3 separate regions of the Rattus norvegicus genome follow, and all the other regions are linked to region 1. A link is a contact called in public Hi-C data. All regions are on one chromosome and are shown on one strand. The core of a region is the stretch at or near the end of the contact, and the rest is flanking DNA. Distances in the headings are between cores, read along the strand shown. Region 1 has its middle 12 kb from the start of Mrpl33. Region 2 overlaps Babam2 (BRISC and BRCA1 A complex member 2). Region 3 overlaps Babam2 (BRISC and BRCA1 A complex member 2).

Region 1 (3,229 bases), core at 277-2,776:
CAAGTCATAAGTGAGTAAGCCAGGAAGCAGCACTCCTCCATGGCCCCTGCATCAGCTCCTGCCCTCTTCAAGTTCCCGTCCTGACTTCCTCTGACGATGAGCTGTGATATAGGAGCAGAAGCCGAATAAGCCCTCTCCTCCCCGAGCTGTTTTGGTCTTGGTGTTTCATCCCAGCAGTGGTAACCTTAACTAAGACACCATCTTTTTGGAGGAAGCAGCTTTGAAAGATGGCTTAACTGTAATCTGGTATACAGTTAGAAGGGGAAACCGGGTCCTCCTTCAACTAGGGATCTGAAACAAAAGGAGGCACAGCCTTTGGTAAGAGAAGTGAGCTCCTTCTCCAGCCGGAGACAAAGCCTTTCCGGAGATGCCTTCTGTGACTTGCGACAAACTCGACAAATGCGCCAGTTTATCTGGTGTTTGGTGAACTACATGGTCACCTCAGTGTAGTCTGCAGTCCCCAGAGTCACTCATTAGCTCCAGACTTAAAGGTTAACGAGAGAAAACATCTTTAAGTCGGTTGATGGCTAATGCAAAAAGGCCCCCAACCTGCTCCACTGCACTAACACCGTAATTGCGCTATTTCGGGCTGTCCAGATGATTACATTTGATTGCATGCTACTGTATATGAACAAATGTATAATCATAAAATGTGCACCTAAATTACAAGCTACCTTGCTCAAGGCTTCTTTCTAAATTTAGGTATTCGATGCCACGGAGAAAAACGAGCCAATCAATTATCAACCAAATTAATCATCTCCAAATGAGCTGATCTGGGGAAAGATTTAGAAATGAATTTTCCCACACAGAACAGAATTCTATATGTTGTATTCAACATATATGTCCCACGTGCTGGTGAGATGGCTCAGGGGGTAAGGCGCTTACTGCTCTCGCTCAAGGAGCTGTGTCTGAATGTCCATTAATTACAACAACAACAATAGTAATAGTAATTCTAGGCATGGTGGCACACATCTGGATTCCTAGCACTGGGCATGGGAAGATACATTTAGACCCTGGAAACTTACTGGTCAGCCAAATTCTGTGTACCACCACAGCTGGTTTTGTAATTTATTTTCTTATCAGTGGAAGTCAGAAGAGCATTATGAAATTAATTCTCTCCTTCTGCCTTTAACTGGGCCCCAGGGATTGAACTTAAGTTGCTAGACTCTTGTGACAAGTGCCCTTTACCCACTTGTCAGGCATATATGTATATATGTATGTACACACACACACACACACACACACACACACACACACCTGAGACACACAGGGCTGAGGCATCACCCCATCTCTCTCTCTGTGTGTGTGTGTGTGTGTGTGTGTGTGTGTGTGTGTGTGTGTGTGTGTGTGAGATTGAGTTACTGCGCTCAAGCTATCTAGGTTCTTTGGAGAAAGGAAAATGCCTCATAGCTCGTTTCTAATGGCTAGATGTGGCCTTAAATAGAAAGTGCATTCCCCAGGGTGTGTTTTGAGGCCTTTGGCACTACAGAAGAAAAGTTTGGATCTGACACATTCTGAAACCTCTGGCTGGGTCCATTTCCTCCTGGAAGAACTCATGGGAAACATGGTCTAGTGGGAGGAAGCCCTCCAATCAGACTGTCCCCTTCTGAAGGCCCCACTGTGTGTGTTCCCAGCAGACGTGGCTCCAAGTTGATGAAGTCAGTGAATGAACGTAGGTGAATCCTGACGAAGTGTCATCTAAAATTTTGGAGGATCAGAGGGTGAGCCCCATTTCAGTAATAAAGATGGAGAGGAGCAGAAGCTGAAACCTTTCAGAGAGCAGAGTCTTACAGCTGCAGCCCAGAGCAGCCCAACCCTGCTGGCCCTGCCTCTGTCCTCAAAGAATAACACCAGCTTTGCTTGGCCTGTTGCATCAGCTGCTACACTCTGCCCTTCCCTTCCCCACCCCAGGAAGTGGTAAGGAGAGTTAAGTAACAGCCTGTGAGGCAACCACTCAGGGCAGCTGGAAATCTGGGGGAGGCTGTCTCTCTCCTTCCAGCCAGGCTCCACCCAACAGTCTCTCCTTAAATTCAAATCCATGGGGGAAAAAAGTGCTCAACTGCCAGAGTCCTCCCCACTCTCCCGACACTGCTTTATCCCCAGTACCCACAACGTAAAAGGAGAAATAGGCCCCTGCAAGTTGTCCTCTAGCCTCCACATGTAGGCCTATGGTTTTTAGGGGTGATGTGCACGTGCACGCGCGTGCATGTGTGCTAAATAAACAAATAAATGTTAAAAAGTATTTTAAAAGACTTTTTTTGGACTAAAGAGATGGCTCAGTAGTTAACAGTACCTACTGCTCTTGCAAGACCCAGGTTTGGTTTCCAACACCCACATCACGTAGCTCACAACTCCAGTTCTGGAAGAGGCCGGAAGGGGGCATCAGCTCTCCTAGAGCTAGCGTTACAGACAGTTGTTAGCTGCCCTGTGGGCGCTCAGAATTGAACACAGGTCCTCTAGAACAGCAGTCAGTGAGTGCACTTAACCGCTGAGCCATCACCCCAGCCCCATGTAACCCTGGCTGCCCTGGATCTCAGAGAGCCCCGTCTCTGCCTCCCCAGTGCTGGGACTAAAGGTGTGTGCCACCTCTTCCCCACGACTTTTTCTTTTTTTTTCTTTTCTTTTTTTTTTTTTTTTTTGGTTCTTTTTTTTCAGAGCTGGGGACCGAACCCAGGGCCTTGCGCTTCCTAGGTAAGCGCTCTACCACTGAGCTAAATCCCCAGCCCCGACTTTTTCTTAATTAAAAGAAAAAGGACCTAGGACAATATACTTGCCTCAAAGGCTATATTAGCTATCATTACGTGCAAATTCTCTATTTTTAAATTACTATTGTTGCTGTTGTTACCACGAAGATGCTTGCTGACATAGGGCCTCACTCTGTAAACAGGACCAGCCCTGATCACGCGGTGATCCTCCTGCCTCGGCCTATTAAGTGCAGGGGTTACGGGTTTTCCCTACCATAACCAGATCATGTCTTTTACTAATAGATGTTGCTGTTAGATTCTAGCAGGCTTGAAAGTCGAGGATGGACCCCCTCCCTCATAATCAGCATCTTGTAGAGTCAGGAACCCACACTGCAGAACTTTGATTACAGGTTAGAACAGGCCTGGGTGGAGCCATGACATTCTGAAACTGTCCACGAGATCATAGGATTACTATCTAGTTAGAGGTTTTCTGGTAAAGAGCAAAGACATACTAATTGTCCCTTCAGAGTTAATGCAAATGGCCC
Region 2 (3,229 bases), core at 306-2,805, 430 kb before region 1:
AAGGGCAGCTCTGAGAGGCCTGCTGCATCTCCTGCTATCCTATAACCCATCAAGCTTGGGGTAAACTTTTGCTTAGAACACTAATGAGTTCTGAGTTTAGAAACCGAAGTTCATGAGGATTAAGGAAGAGAGTCAGATTAAAAATAGAAAAGAAACTCAAGTTTCAAAGCACTTTGAAGTAAACCTGGTCACATCTCAACCAGACTCAAGGACAGACTCAACAGCTAAGGCCTTCTCAGTGTGCCTGCTAATACCTGTACTGCATGTGGACTGCACCCTTGCCTGCTGTGCCCCCGACCCCTCACCCACACATGCTGAGGAAGATCTCTGTCGCTAGAGGCTAAGTGTTCCATTTTAGAGTTATTATTAATTGTCTCATGCTAAAACAGGTTTAGTTCTGTGTTTGGCTTGCTAAGTCACTCCTCAAGCTCAGCTCACAGAAAAATCAAACAGAAATCTGCAAAGTAGTGTAGGAGCAGGGACTGGAATGAGTTAGCAGGAGGGGTGTCTGAACCCTGGGTCCAGATCAGTGCAACGGCCCTTTAATAGAATCCCCCATGGCATTATTTTCATTGCTAATTCATAGCTGTAATTTTGCTACCATTATGAATGGTAATGTAAACATCTGTGTTTCCTACAATCTAAGGGGACTCCTGTGAAAGGGTAATTTGATCCCCAAAGGGCTCACAACCTCCAGGGTGAGAACCACTGGTCTACAGGATGGATGCTTCCCGTAAGTGCACATCCCAGCCCCAGCATCTGTGTGAATTTGATAAAGGATAGTTTAACACTTGTACAAAATGAGAGAGCTGTTGGCATGAAACTCTTAAGAATGGGACCAAGAACACTCTTGACCATAGGCTTTTCAAGTAGCACAAAATGACCTTTGGGATTTCAACTATTTAAAACTCACTTTTAGCCTACTGTGGTGGTGTTGGCGTGGGTCTGTAATGCCAGCACTTGGGAGGTATACACTGAAGGACTGGAAGTTTAAGGCCAGCCTGGGTTGCTCAGGCAATTCTAGGCTAGCCTATGGCCTTATGAGGCTGTCTCAATAAAAGCAGCCAACCAAATAAACATGAACACAAAACAAAACAAAAACCACACATAGTTATGGTTCATGTGAGAATAGGACCTGGTACATTATTAAAAGCATATTTAGAAATAAAAAGGTGAATTTGTGGCTTATTTAAAAAAAACCCAGTTTGCATGGCTGTCTAACGTCAAGAGTATAGACCGGAGAATTCAAGGGAAAGTAAAAAGTAAATTGCCTGGGCTAGCCATTGAGAAGTCAGGGGCAAACAATCACAACACAGCTAGAGGACTGCTAACACAGGCTGCTGCCCCTGCGAACCAGCTAGAGTTCCTGTGTCTTCTAATGTGTTCCCTTTACTTAGAAGATAAGATGTAGATGGTGGGGTTCATGACCTGCCTTAGCTGGTCTGACGAGATCTCAGGTCCAAGGGCAACTCTATTCTATGCCTCTCAAGTGGCCCTCTCCATGGGTGTGTCAGAAAGGAAAAAAGCATACATTCCTTAGTGGTTCCTGGTGGCAGGGCTGGTGGGGGCACTAGCCATGAGTCACTGGGCTACACTTTATGCTGATCAATGCTCGTGTTGGAGCACATCTTGTTCTCCACGTGGCCTCCCTGGCATCAGCTCTACCAGCTACCATCTGTTCCCTCTCCCTTTACTTCTCTAAACTCACAAAAGAGGACTGGCAACAAATTCCAGAACCTGCTCTTGCTTGACTTTTGTTTATCTGTTTGGTGGTCCTTACCCTACCCACAAACCCCACAACCATCACTGCAATGATGCTTCTCCTTGTGCTTCCCCTTCCTATGCCCTCCCTCTGGATGCCCCTCTCCTGGCTCACTTACCTTCAGCCACGTAGTGTTTGCCAGCGATTTTCTCTTGCCCTTCTCCAGCTGTTGGCCATACCATTAGTGCCGGGGCTTCAAACTGCCATCCCAATGTGGTCACACATCTTGTTACATCTACTTTGTGCGACTTACTGAACATCTGCACTGGCTTAGCACACAAACACCCCAGACTCAATACATCTAAACTCATGCTCATCTTAATGACTTCTGATCCTCTTCTTCAGTTTCCAGACTCCTAGGCTAGCCAGGCTCAGAATTACACAGCACTCTACAAGTCCTCCCTCCTCCTCTCCCCCAAATCTGAGTGCTTACCAAGTTCCAATTTGCTTCTGATGTATTTCTGGACTTTGTCCTTTCCTCTCCTGACTCCCACAGTTTTAGAACCTCACATTCTCTTGCCTGAACTAGTTACCAAAGTGGTTTTTCTACCCCCAGCCTCTCCCACTTGCATTGTCCTCCCCTCTGCCATCATACTTGGGAGTCTGAGACAATGCCACATCCATGTTTAACATCCCTCTCGGCCTTTCGATCAGTAAGATGACATATTTTGAATACCTGACGTACATGGTTCTTCCTAATGAATCAAATTTCTTTTCTCTCTCATCTGCCCATGACATTCTTCACTCGAATATCCAGAAAATTCAATTTTATGGGTTATTTCCATCATCGGGATATACTACACCAGTCACTGAGCACGCTGTGCTGTTCTCTTTGGAACATCCTTGCCCCTTCACCTACAAAACTCATTTACACTTAAGGGCAAGCTCAGGCAGAGCCTTTCTCTAAGATCTCCAGAGGAGGTGTGGCACTCCTGTGTTCCAGCAGTCCACACGTGCATCTGTTACTTGCATGCCTGATTCTCCTTCCCAAGGACAAACGTGTGCACCTCTGCAGCCTCAGGCCCACTGCAGTTGTGTTCACAGTATACACTTCCATGTTTGCTGAGCTGACTTAATGTACATAGGGCTTTCCATGACAACAGGACTTTAGCCTGTGCGTGTCCTGCTGTCCCTGGTAGCAGTACTACTCACTGACACAGCAGGTTTGGAGTGAAGACAACAGATGGTAAAAGAGGCAACTGTCAAGTATCAAAGATGGCTGGAAGTGGCTTGGGATGGGCAGGCAAAGGGGAGAAATACTTATGTTTTTCATTCTGTATCTTTCTGAAGCACTTGCTTTTGCAATCATTGTTGATGTTTCTTTGATAAACACAGTAAAATTCATTGAATGGCTATAAACAATCCAATGATAGGTCTGTGAACTGAAAGGGACCACTTTCTGTACATATAAAAAGACAGGTTATACTTTAAGGACTTAACTTTAAATAAACTGTGTAATTGTGTGAT
Region 3 (3,229 bases), core at 219-2,718, 330 kb before region 1:
AGCTAGCGAGAGCTAGCATTCACTGGATGCTGTTCAATTTATCTTCACAGCCACATTAAGTGGTGAAGCTGACGTTGAACAAGACTAAAGAACCTGCCCAGGATATCTCTGGGCTGCTAAGTACTTGAGGTAGCATCCAAATCCAGATTTGTGTGACTGTGGAGTCTGAGCTTTAATCGTTCATTCAAGATCTGGTTTCTTCCGGGTGTCCATCTACAGAAATAAAGCATCTCTCAAGTGTGATTTACTTATCTGTACTACCCAGGTATGAGGACAAGGGTCAGAGACCAAACACAATGCTCTCTTGCCCATGATCTAACCACCATTAAGGGAGCACCACAAATGTCAAAGTACATTACAAGTTTCTAAAGAATTCTCGTGTCAATAATTATGACTCTTAGCTGCTTGACCACAAAATCAAAGGGCTTCATTTGAGGTCCTTTGTCTTTATTCTATGAATTAGTACTATGCTCAAGAAGTGGATATAGTAGAGAAGATTTAAATTTTTACTAAGTGAGGCTTGGGCAGCAATATAATCTATTATACTATGTTTGAAATTGGACACATGTAGGCTGGAGAGAGGGCACAATAATCAAGAGTATGAATGCTCGACTGTATTCAATAGCCACACCCAGCAGCTCACTGCCTGTAACTCCTGCTCTAGGGAATCCAGTGTTCTTTCCACATGCACATACATCCCCCCCCCCACACACACACACACACTCACAGTGACATATGCACACACACACATACACACACAAAAATAACTTTTAAAAAAGAAGTTGGAAGTCTAATCTAGATCTTATCCTTCAGTTCACCCCAACTACAAAATGCAACTAGGACTTCTCTTGATGAGCACATGTTTAAGTGGGCTGCAACTGTGCCCATGTGGCAGTAAGTAACTACTGTAAAGGCACTCACAAGCAGGAGTGGACAAGCCAGCAAGGGCACGTCTACTATACCTGCTCCATTTTCTGGGATGCCCAGACCTTGGCACTTCTCAGGAGTTTCAGGGCAAGGTCATGCACAGGTCCACCAGAGCTCTGCCTAACCCTTTTTCAAAGGTGGGAGTCTAGGTTCTGACCAATCCAGAGGAAAAAAAATGAAGAATTTTTGTGACAATTGGGTGGGTTGGGCTAAACCAAAGTCTCTGATAATAGAAAAAATAAAGTGGAATTGCTTTGAGGTCTGTGTCTAATTCCTGCCTGGCCCAGTTTTTGCCCATTTTCCCAATTCCAAGCTCTAGCGTCTGTTGCACTGGAAAGTGGCTCAAGCTCTAAGTGGAACACTGGGTCTCCAGCATCTAGACCCCTGATGCCCAAGCAACCCTAGGGACCATGGAGTAGTCCCGAGGTCCCAGGAACTGAAAGTAAGGAAGCGCCAAGCAGTGTTCCTCCCTCCAAGGGAAAACGGTTGGGCATGTGCACTCTGCTCCACAGGCATTCTTCACATGCCACATGAGCCACTTAAAAAGAACACTGCCGCCCATAACTCCCTGAAGATGTCTGGTTGGCTTAGATAATTTCTCAGTTATGTGCCCTCCCTCTAGAAGGAATCTGTTGGAAAGCTGGCTGTGCACAGCTAAAAACCTTGGGATCATCATGGTTGCATATTAATAAGTTCACAGAGAACGTCTTAGTTTAACTTGGTAGTAGCCCGTAGAAATTTGACTAAATGATATTAAATCTTTTTTTATATGAAAAGTAGATCCTCCCTTGTACTGTATACCGACAACTCATATGCAGACCATATGCCTCTGTATGTTCTCCACTTTCCCCACCATTTCTTTCTAGTCCACACAACCACACACATCAAAGCACCCCACTTTGCTCACTTGCTGACACTCTGCTTCATTACTGCGTGCTACCTACCCATGCTTAAAAGACACAGGAGTAAAATGAAACAATATGCACTTCTTCCCATCCCACCTAATTCAGCATCCTGGGTAAATGTGTGTAATTTACTTTGCAAAATGCCAGTACTTGTGCCCCCCAAAGAGCTACTGAGTATGTGCAGTATCTCTTATGAGCTTAGCGTTGATTCGGAATCATGGAGGAGAGTCCAGGACAGCACAACAGTGTTGCTTTGTACCACATGGATGAAGACGCGTGGTGACTGTACAGAGCTGCCTGATAGCTGGCTCCCTGGAGGGAAGCCTCTGCAACCCGACACAGTGGCTGAGTGCACAGGCAATGTTCTCCACAGACTATGATCAAAGACCCCAAGACAGTGGCATGAGTGACTAAGAGACCCGAACACCCAAACACAGGGTGCAAACATTGCCTGACATAGACCTAGCCAAAAAAGAACATTCCAAGAACATTCAGAAGTGCAGTCATTGTATGTATTTCCCTGAGGATGTCAAACCCTTCTAAAGGATGACCTTTAACATCACTAAATTCTGGTGCTTAAACTGTAGCCAGGACCACTCATGGTTAAATGTTCATGATGTTCCATTCAGAGAATCTTGAATATGTTAGGGACACCCCTGCTGCAATAGCCAGAGCTTATGATGTCCCTTCTAGCGTGCTTACACTGTCATATACATCGGGGAAAAATTACTCATCCTTCAAAAATGTGCAGAAGTCTTCCTTTCTTCAGTCCTTCTTGGGACCTCTAGCGGATGGATGTTCCAGCTCTCTGTGCTCATCTCCTATGCTGTGGAGTCATAACTGCAGGACACAGCTCATGATGCTGCTGACTTCTGCGCTTGTCTCTTGTAGGACACTATTCTTCTTGAGCCTGGGCATCTTTGTTTTTATTCTGTAATGCCTACTCTAATTTCTGAAGAGGGTCAGTAGAGTAAGTGGCACAAAATAGGAAATTAAGAATGTTGGTTTAATAGATTGTGTGTGTGTGTGTGTGTGTGTGTGTGTGTGTGTGTGTATGTATGTATGTATGTATGTATGTATTTTATTTTAAAAAACAAGCTCTTAAAGGCCTTGACCTAAATAATTCCCTCAGAACGTAGCAATCGCAGACCAAACACTTTCTCCCTGAGCCATTTGAGTGAAAAAGACAATTCTGTTGATAGTTTAAGCCCCACAGAAATACTTTCCATACTAGTAAAATCACCACGCACAAAATAAAGCAGGACTGAGGCTGCCAGACAATTTCAATGCTAGTGATAAACCCAAGAGAGAAAGGGCAAACACAACGAGAATGAACACAAAGTTGTAACTCTACCAACTATAGATTGTTTTGTAATTTAAAAATCCTTTCACAACCC

What was found. Hi-C and Micro-C count contacts between places; a contact is called where the count stands out from the background.
Region 2: a contact with region 1 is called in a Hi-C map of the A7r5 cell line, with 3 times the contacts expected there. The contact joins two enhancer-like sites. A contact is called at or near these places in 3 of 12 Hi-C or Micro-C datasets (the A7r5 cell line, liver and mammary epithelial cells).
Region 3: a contact with region 1 is called in a Hi-C map of the A7r5 cell line, with 4 times the contacts expected there. The contact joins two enhancer-like sites. A contact is called at or near these places in 3 of 12 Hi-C or Micro-C datasets (the A7r5 cell line, Schwann cells and kidney).

The regions. Positions count from the first base shown.
Region 1 is chr6:30,563,880-30,567,108 of GRCr8, forward strand. No RefSeq gene overlaps it. Among named protein-coding and RNA genes, the nearest start is that of Mrpl33, 12 kb to the left of the region's middle. Within about 2 kb of position 1,527, at least 24 of the 93 cell types and tissues checked have an H3K27ac peak or open chromatin away from gene starts, as enhancers often do. A contact at or near this core is called in the A7r5 cell line, where this site is marked.
Region 2 is chr6:30,133,111-30,136,339 of GRCr8, forward strand. The region is part of intron 10 of Babam2 (BRISC and BRCA1 A complex member 2); the gene reads right to left. Among named protein-coding and RNA genes, the nearest start is that of Fosl2, 95 kb to the left of the region's middle. Within about 2 kb of position 1,556, at least 8 of the 93 cell types and tissues checked have an H3K27ac peak or open chromatin away from gene starts, as enhancers often do. A contact at or near this core is called in the A7r5 cell line, where this site is marked.
Region 3 is chr6:30,229,558-30,232,786 of GRCr8, forward strand. All of the region lies in intron 7 of Babam2 (BRISC and BRCA1 A complex member 2), which reads right to left. Among named protein-coding and RNA genes, the nearest start is that of Fosl2, 190 kb to the left of the region's middle. Within about 2 kb of position 1,469, at least 9 of the 93 cell types and tissues checked have an H3K27ac peak or open chromatin away from gene starts, as enhancers often do. A contact at or near this core is called in the A7r5 cell line, where this site is marked.